Regions from separate parts of the Mus musculus genome. Here regions 1 and 3 are each linked to region 2. The links are chromatin contacts, called in public promoter capture Hi-C maps. All regions are on one chromosome and are shown on one strand. Each heading gives the region's core, a stretch centred on a gene start, on an enhancer-like site or on the middle of the called end of the contact. The rest is flanking DNA. Distances are from core to core; before and after follow the strand shown.

Region 1 (2,700 bases), core at 182-2,681, 530 kb before region 2:
ACTATATATCACCATACTAAGATAAATAACGGACTGGCACTAGATATTGTGCCACGTTCTTTGTGTATTTCTTTTTTTTAATCCTCAAAAAAGACAAGTTTGTTAAGCCACATGGTTGGTAAATAACAGTTTTCCTCACGGATGTCTGTCTCTAGAGCAGATGGTTAAAGTTTTAACCATCAAAGAACCATTAACTCAGAAGACACTGCAAGGAGAAACCGATGGAAACGCTGGGGCAGTGGTTCTCAGCTGTCCTTATGCTGTGAGCCTGGGATATAGCGCCTCAGGTGCTGACTTCAACCATGAGAGTATTTGCACTGCTACTTTATAACTGCCATTCTGGTACTATCGGAAATCGTAATGTCAGATACCTGATATCCGACCCTGTGAAAGGGTTGTTCAACCTCTGAAGGGGTTGGGACCCACAGGTTGAGAACTACAACTCTAGTGAGACAAATTTCTGTTCCCTCCCATTCAGAGTCACAGTCTCTCTTCCTTTTTCAAACTCAGAGTCTTGTGAATACCAAGAAAGCACCTGACCAGTGAGCTCTTTTGACACTCTCAACGGCACAATTCAGTTTTCCAGAAGGAAAATCTAACAGTCTATGTGATCTAATGATATTAAGAGACCCTGATTGGCCTTAAAAAAAAAAAAAAGTCACACAGTACAATAAATACTAGAAATGCAGCCCTTCAAACTACATTATAATTTCAAGATTCTCTCTTTACTAAATTCTACTTCATTGGGATTGCTACAATTTAATAATGAACTACTCAACTATCCAAAAGGTCAACTTTTCCCCCGGGGTACTGCTCACCTTTATGATGTTAGCACAGAACCGTTCCCACAGTGACAGCTCTCCTTCTTTGATCCATGACATAGTTCTTGCTATGTCAGAAATCACACAAGAACAACAACAACAACAAAAAACAGCCAGATAACCTTGAATAAATGAAAAGAGAGAGAAGTCATCCTTGCTTGCAATAAAACTGACTAAAGAGACTCTGCTGGACTGTGGCAGGCAACACGCGTCTGAATCCAGAGACTGTTCTAATCCGCTCAGGCCTCTACAAGCCAACGGGAGACCTTTGGAGCAAGGTAGTTCCCACTTTCTTATCCTTACGTGCACTGATTTCTTCCAAATATCCTGCCACATCATGGTACCTACATCTTGCTTGGTCAATCCCCACAACTTCCTTCTCTATTGCCCCGCAAACCATTGCTCACTCTAAGCTAACCAATCACTACCCTCCTTGGATGCCGCATCTGTTACCTCAATGGTCACTCTCCCGGCTGGACTTTAGTGTTTCCCGCAGCTAACTCCACATCCAGCTTCCCCTCCTCTGGGTCTCTGTGTTTACTCCCCACCTAGGACGCAGGAGAAGGCGCTTTTCCACCACTCCCGGGCGACTTACGACTTGGCGCTGAAAGAACACGTCACCTCTACGTGATTGGCTCCGCCTCCTCCGTCCGTGGTGGGCGGGGCCGCCCCTGCGTACTCGGGGGCGGAGCGGTGCGAGTTCTTGCGAGTTGGCTATTGGTGGCCGCTCTCGCGGGGCGTGGAAACAGCGCCTGGGAGGCCGAGGTCACGTGAGCCGATACTCCTACCTCTTGGGTCTCCTATTGCAAGCCCTGCACGTTAGGCGAGTTGAGCCTGAGGGATCGAGATGTGTTCGGCCCACGCATTTGCGTGGTCTCAGGTGTTGTGGCAGTTTGTTAGGGAGAGAGGATGCGGTTGCTCCACCTCAAAATTGAGTTTCTCTATGGATGATCGCAGTGCTTATATTATGGGAGACACGGTAATGTCGTATTTTGACAGTCCTCCTACCTCAGTCTCCCCAACTGCTGGGGATATGGACGTAAACCATGGAAGTGAACTGCGTTTATTTAAAAATTTGTCTTGGGCTGGAGAGGTGGCTCAGAGTTTAAGAGTACCGACTGCTCTTCCAGAGGTCCTGAGTTCAATTCCCAGCAACTACATGGTGGCTCACAACCATCTGTAATGGGATCTGATGCCCTCTTCCGATGTGTCTTAAGACAGCGACAGTGTACTCACATACATAAAATTAATCTTTAAAAAAACAAAATTGTCTTAAAAGTGTTCTTTTAGCCGAAACTGATGGCACGTCGTCACTGAACTCAGCACTCAAGGCTGAGGCCATTTGAATTAGTTAATGTCTTTTCTGCTACGTAGTAAATTTAGTCACCCTGATCTAGGGGATACTGTCTCCTCAAAAAATTCTGACGTGTTTTTTTACTTGTCGCCTTTTAATGCTGCTAACGCATCAGAAGGGTTTCTTGCGCTGGTCACTTTTGGGGAGCGATGCAAAGCAACTTTATAATTTGCAGATTCCGAAGACCCACGTTAATGAACTTAGGAGGACAAGTCAGAAAGAGCTTTACTCTTAGGACTTCCAAAACCACAATCCGTAGCATTTGGGAATAGAGCCCTAGTGGTAGAGTTCTTGCCTAGCAGGCTAGAAGCCCTGGGTTCAGTTTCCAGCCCAGTATAAAAAAGCATGGTGGCAGCGAATGCAGGGCAATCAGCAGTTTAGGTCACCTAGGGCGTTTGAGGCTAGCGTGGCCTACACAGGAAAACTCAACCTCAAAACTAAACAAAAATAGAAACAATCTTAAACATACAACAAAACACCATAAGCCACTTGTGGAGAGCTTTGGGGGTCAAGCAAGAACTCAAA
Region 2 (2,700 bases), core at 93-2,592:
CTCCAAAGACTCCAACCGAATCTAAACCTCGGGTTTAACAAGCTGCCGGTTCTATTACTCTGGTGTTTAAATCTTTCAACTCTCTTCTAGACTCCACAGTCCTGCCAGCAGGATATACCCCATCTTCCAGCTCTCTTAAGACCAAGCTCTAATACAGTTTGGCAAGTACACGATCTGCGACCATACTCACTCCCTAGTCTTCTGCTGGGGCCATGCTACTACCGGGCTACCAGCTCCCAACACACCTATCTGTGCCCCAGTCTATACCACTGCCTCTGTGGGACCCAACTTATCCAGCTTATCTCAGTCCCTCAGCACCCAGCTCATCCATCACTCTGTCCCTGGCAGCCTGGGGTTCGCAGTTCACTCCGTGGCAGCCTGGATCGCCTTCCGAGGGTGCTCAAAACAGAAATGGAAGTAACCGAACGGCCCATATCCCGGCCTCCGGCAGCCGCTGTAAGCACTTGGCTTGCTTTTAAGAAACCGCTGTAGGCGACACTAACTTGGCTTCGAGGCCCCGCCCCCCGCGTGCCCGCTAGACGCTCTAGCCGGTTCCGCAGCCCCGGCTCTCCCTCCGCACATCGGCGCTGCCGCAGCTCCTTCTGCGCTGGCCGTGCCCGCGTCTTCCCGTGCGGCCACTCTCGGCAGACCCTCTCTGCTCCGAGAGCGCCTCGACCCGGCAGGTCCTGGGCCAGGGAGAAACTTTAGCCCAGCGGTGCCCGGCGGACACCCGGGCAGAGCGCGCGAGGGTCTCACGAGGCGCCGGTGGCCAGCAAGATGCAGCCCCCTGCGCCCTCAACGACGGGTCCCCACCCCCGCGACGGCGACCCGGCCCGGGCCAAGGTCGGCCAAGTTCCTACCGCGCGTCCAGCGGCCCTTGGACCCGCGGGCCGGGCCGGGCCGCTCAGTAGCCTCCAGGCCGGCGTAGGTCCCAGATACGCCGCGCGGCCCGGGGCGTACCGCGCTCCAACGGCTGGGGCGACCCCAACCGCTGGGTGACACGGCCAGCAACTACGCCTGGGGACCAGTGCCCTCACCGAGGGGGGCAGACAGCGGCGACTCCCGCGAGAACTTGCACGGGAACAGGGAACGCGTGCTCCCCTGCGCCGGGACGGAGACGCCGGCGACGGCCCAGGGCGCTCACCGAGCCCGTCTCCTGTGGGACCCCGCATCGGGCTTAGCCCGGACTCCAGCGCCACACTCACCTCAGCCCCTCCTACCCCAGCGGGCGGCCCGGCCTCGAAGTCCCTCACTTCCGCTGACCCGCCTCCGGAAGCAATCATTTGCAGCTGCGCGGCGAGCACCACGCCCAGGAGAGGCGGGCCTAGAGAGGGGCCCGGAATGGACGCGGGCTCTGAGTGGACGGCAGACCGGCCAGGAGGCCACACCCCTCCCCGGGCCACGCCCTCACCCCTCCGGGGGAGGGCACGAAGTCTGTGCGCGCATCCCGCTGGAGTTTTCCTCCCAAGTTTAGTTGCTGCCGTAGGAGTTGCTTCCCGTGTTTAGTGTCAACAAACTTCTGGGAAGCGGTAGTCTGCCAGTGTTGCTGCTCAGCACTGGAAATAGTCCATACTCCTGCTGCAGATCTCCGAATCCTCTCATCTTGGCATTTCAGCCTTTCCTATCTAGTCTGGACCCTCGTCCCATTTCATGCTCCCCCAGATACATCCCCCAGCAAAAATGGCTGCTTTCGCCTTTCAGGCATGCCCTCCAGTGCTTCGGAATAGCTGTCTTCTATTTTAAAGTTCTCTGTCTCACACACGCTCATACACGTACACACGTGTGCAGCATAGTTCAGTCTGTTAATGAGATGGGTGGATTGATGGCACTCGGAGACACCAAAGCTCTCAAGGTCGCTCTTTCTACCGGTCTCCATGGCATCCAGTTAATGGGCATACACTTTCTTCTCTGCACGTGGCTTTGCCTGACTCACCAGTTCTCCCAAAGCCTATAATCCCCACCTGCCAGGGACAAATCTTTTGGATTCGTGGGTGGACAGCTTTGTGCAGTCACAATGGGCATTATGCCCAGACCTGCCTTACTACACCCATACATGCTTTATTTCTCTATTGTTGTCCTCTGGAAATTACAGTTATATGTTGCTGAAGAACGGGTACTCTTTGGGAAACGTGTCCTTAGGTGACTGAGTTACACAAACATTATAGAGTGAGTACGTACACACACCTACAGAATATACTACATCCTAGGTGAATTGGTAAAGCCTATTGCTCCAGGCTACAAAAACCTGCACAGTTGCAACTGTGCTAAATCCCAGGGAAGTTGTATCACAATTGTAGACATTTACTTCTAAACACCGGTAGGGCACATGCCAAGATAGATAGCTGGAATTTCTCAGCTCCTTTTTGATTGTTGGGTATCACTGTCAGATAGTCTATCAGCGACAAAGCCACTGATAGAACCTAGTGGGGAAACCCCCACTCAATTCCCGATTCGGTGTGCACCCAAAAAATCACGAAGGACCATCTTGATGGAATTAAATGAGGTCGTTTAATTACGGAGCTCCGGACCGACATGCATCCCACACAGGAGATAACGGATGTCGGCCACGAGGCTGGAAAGCTAGGGGTTTTTATGGGGTAAGGGGCTTAGGGGTGTGGAATTCAGCATAGCAACACACTATTGGCTTATTCAAACATCAGGAGAAAAATTACATGTACGTGCAGGGTGTCAGAGTTCTGT
Region 3 (2,883 bases), core at 75-2,574, 670 kb after region 2:
TGACTGACTGGCAGCCCCTCCATGATTATGGTCGCCTTGCCCACAGTCCTCAGTAGCCTCTCTCTACTGCGATGCCACAGACTGGGCTGAAGAGCTGTCCCCGGTGGTGTCCCAAGTACCAGTCGAGTCCACCGTGCACCTGCAAGGCAAGTCCCTCAGTTTCCTCACCTAAGCACTTCTGGTCCTCCTGACCCAAACAGGTAGAGGGTTCTCGAAGCTTCAAATCTGTGGAAGAAACCACAGAACTGCACTGCAAAAATAAAAACGCTCCACAAGTTTGGGGATGCAGCTTCAGAAGACGGGGCCTGTCTAGCATATGTGAGACCCCACGTTTGATCCACAGCAACACACATGCATGTGCGCACACACACACAGAGAGAGAGAGAGAGAGAGAGAGAGAGAGAGAGAGAGAGAGAATTAAAACAAGCAAAACTAAAGAAAAACACATACCACAAAGAGAACACTAGAACCAGGGCTGGTGACATACATCAAGCTACTTGTCACACTTGTCAAAGCCTGAAGACTCCAGTTTGGTCACTGGAACTTATAGAAGAAGAAGAAGAAGAAGAAGAAGAAGAAGAAGAAGAAGAAGAAGAAGAAGAAGAAGAAGAAGAAGAAAAGACTCCCAAAAGTTGTCTCCTGACTGCCACACGTGTGCTGGAGTGTGTGCTCGCACACGCAATACTGATAAGAATTAAAAAAAAAAAAAAAACAAACTCTCTCAAGTCATTAACTTAGAAAGAACACAAGAAAGTTAGTCGAAAACAAGATGCCAGTGGATAAGATACTAGCCAAGAAACAATGGAAAGTTAAAAAAAAAATGGCTGGGCCTGTGGACATTGCTCAGCCGCAGGAGCGTGGTTTCCATTGAAGCTGAGAGCAATGGAATGGAGCAAGACACACCCCCACCCCCACCCCCACCCCACCCCCATAGTACCTATCAAAAGCCTTAAAACAGCTCCATTTTGTTCACATTTTTCCTCTCTTTGTCTGTCTTTCTTTTTTATTTTTGTCTGTTTGTTTATTGGGGGTTTTGGGTTGTTTGTTTGTTTGTTTGTTTGTTTGTTTGTTTTGAGACTGTTTCTCTGTGCTCACACTCAGAGATCTGCCTGCCTCTGCCTGCTGGGATTAAAGGTGGTTCACATTTCTTAATCTGTTTCCTAAGGCTATGCTGGTGGAACACTCCCCGCCCCAGCCAATGCCCCCCCCCCCACATACTCTCACACTTTCATTTCCCATTTCTGCATATTTCCTCTGCACTCCATACACGGAGTACAGCCCCAGATGCGTGCTCAACGACATCACCCTCCGGCTGTGACTAAATGTGTCACCATGAGAGCTGGAAACAACCGAGCCCTGCTCATCGTGGGACAGGCGAGCAGGGAGGGGATCTGACCAAAATCTAGAGTTCCAGATGACGCGGAGATACTTGCAACATAGTCGACTAGTGACAGAGAATAAAGCCCTGCCGCCCTCACAGGAAAAGAAACCCCTAGTCAACAGGCTGGAGACACACCGCAGTAGGCTGTCCCCGAGGGCCAGTCGCAACTCAGGGTGGGGGGTAGGGGTGAGGGTGGGGGTGGGGCTGCTGCCAAGCCTCTTGCTTCCGGTGCTTTCCAAACATTCTCAGTGAGCAGAAAGACTTTCGTCATCGCCTAAGCAATAAAAATAAAATAAAACAAAACAAATAAAACAAAACAGCGGTACTCTTTCTTCTTCACCCTTTGTCTTTTTCTCTCTGCAAAGTTCCTTCATGGGTCAGTTGAGGTTGGTTGGGTAAATGTCTGTGAGGGTGTCCGTAGCGGCGCGTTCGTGAATCAGCCTCAAGCCTGGCTTGCACTGCCTGCCTGTCTCTATTTACATTGCTCTCCCTTGCTATTCCCGATGCTTGTGGAAGACAGAAAAACCCAATGTCTCTGTTTAGTCACATCTAGCCACGACACTGATACTGGGAAAGCATCAGGCTGCCCCATACAGATGTGTTTTAACCTGAAATGGACACTGGGTGTCAAGGATTGCCTGTGGCCTGGCGCCTGGCGAGTGGCATTGTGCTACCCCAGAGCTGGAGAGACCCGTAAAATCTGGCAGGAGAGGATAAAGATACAGGTGTGGCCCCATAGCTACGGCCCCCATCCACCCACCCCACCCCCATCCTGCCCCCATTGAGCCTCGAGGGTTTGTACCAGATCAGCACTAACCCCCTGCAGTCCCTCTCTGGCAAGGAACTCCGGCCTTGGCCATCCTTGTCACACAGACGCTGGAGACAATCCAGCTTCCTGCTGTCATGATTGATTTCTACTTGACATCAGATAAGGAAAAGCAGGTGTAGAATGTCAAGTTCAAATGTGACGGCAGAGCCCTGCTGGATTTTCCCTTCAAAAACCAACTGCCAGTGGCAGTGGCAAAACTGATCCCGGGCTGGGAACTTGGGATGGTCTGTGTTTACAGTTATTCACATTTCCCGATCAAAACTGCAAAACAGGTGACCTCGAGGTTCCTGCAGGGACCCCTGAGTCCCAGAAGGATCTGTAGGAATAGGGAGCAGGTTTGGTTTGGTTTGGTTTGTTTGTTTGTTTGTTTGTTTTTTAACTTTTAAAGAGGAGGCAAAACATTTTTCTGTTAGCATACAGATGTGGTGTGAGGTCATGGGGTGTGTGTGTTCTCATCTGTACGAGTGGGCATATGTAGGCTGTAGGCGTGTCTGTGACGTCCCAAGGTTGATAGATCTGCCTCCATTGTCCTCCATCTTGTTCATAAAAGTAGGCTCTGTCAATTAAACCCTGGGCTTAACGATGGAGGGCTAGTGTCATCTAGCCAGCTTACCCAGAGACCTCAGTCTTCACCTCCCCAGGGTTGCCATGTCTACCCAGATCCATTTGTTAG

Evidence for each region. Promoter capture Hi-C pulls out the DNA fragments that hold promoters and counts their contacts.
Region 1: a promoter capture Hi-C map of liver shows a contact between it and region 2, with 2.1 times the contacts expected there. The contact joins the promoter of Dhdds here to the promoter of Mtfr1l in region 2.
Region 3: a contact with region 2 is called in a promoter capture Hi-C map of liver, with 2.4 times the contacts expected there. The contact joins the enhancer-like site here to the promoter of Mtfr1l in region 2. A contact is called at or near these places in 2 of 39 promoter capture datasets (both in liver), 5 of 484 Hi-C or Micro-C datasets (cortical neurons, embryonic stem cells and palatal mesenchyme) and 1 of 115 datasets of contacts at active chromatin or transcription factors (large pre-B cells).

What each region holds. Positions count from the first base shown.
Region 1 is chr4:133,999,451-134,002,150 of GRCm38.p6, forward strand. Dhdds (dehydrodolichyl diphosphate synthase) reads right to left here and starts at 1,432. Exons shown (of 9, transcript NM_001362959.1): 1 at 1,275-1,432; 2 at 819-943. The coding sequence starts at 881.
Region 2 is chr4:134,534,045-134,536,744 of GRCm38.p6, forward strand. It overlaps Mtfr1l (mitochondrial fission regulator 1-like), which reads right to left and starts at 1,343. Exons shown (of 7, transcript NM_029759.4): 1 at 1,206-1,343.
Region 3 is chr4:135,202,072-135,204,954 of GRCm38.p6, forward strand. No RefSeq gene overlaps it. Among named protein-coding and RNA genes, the nearest start is that of Runx3, 51 kb to the left of the region's middle. Within about 2 kb of position 1,325, at least 161 of the 459 cell types and tissues checked have an H3K27ac peak or open chromatin away from gene starts, as enhancers often do. A contact at or near this core is called in liver, where this site is marked.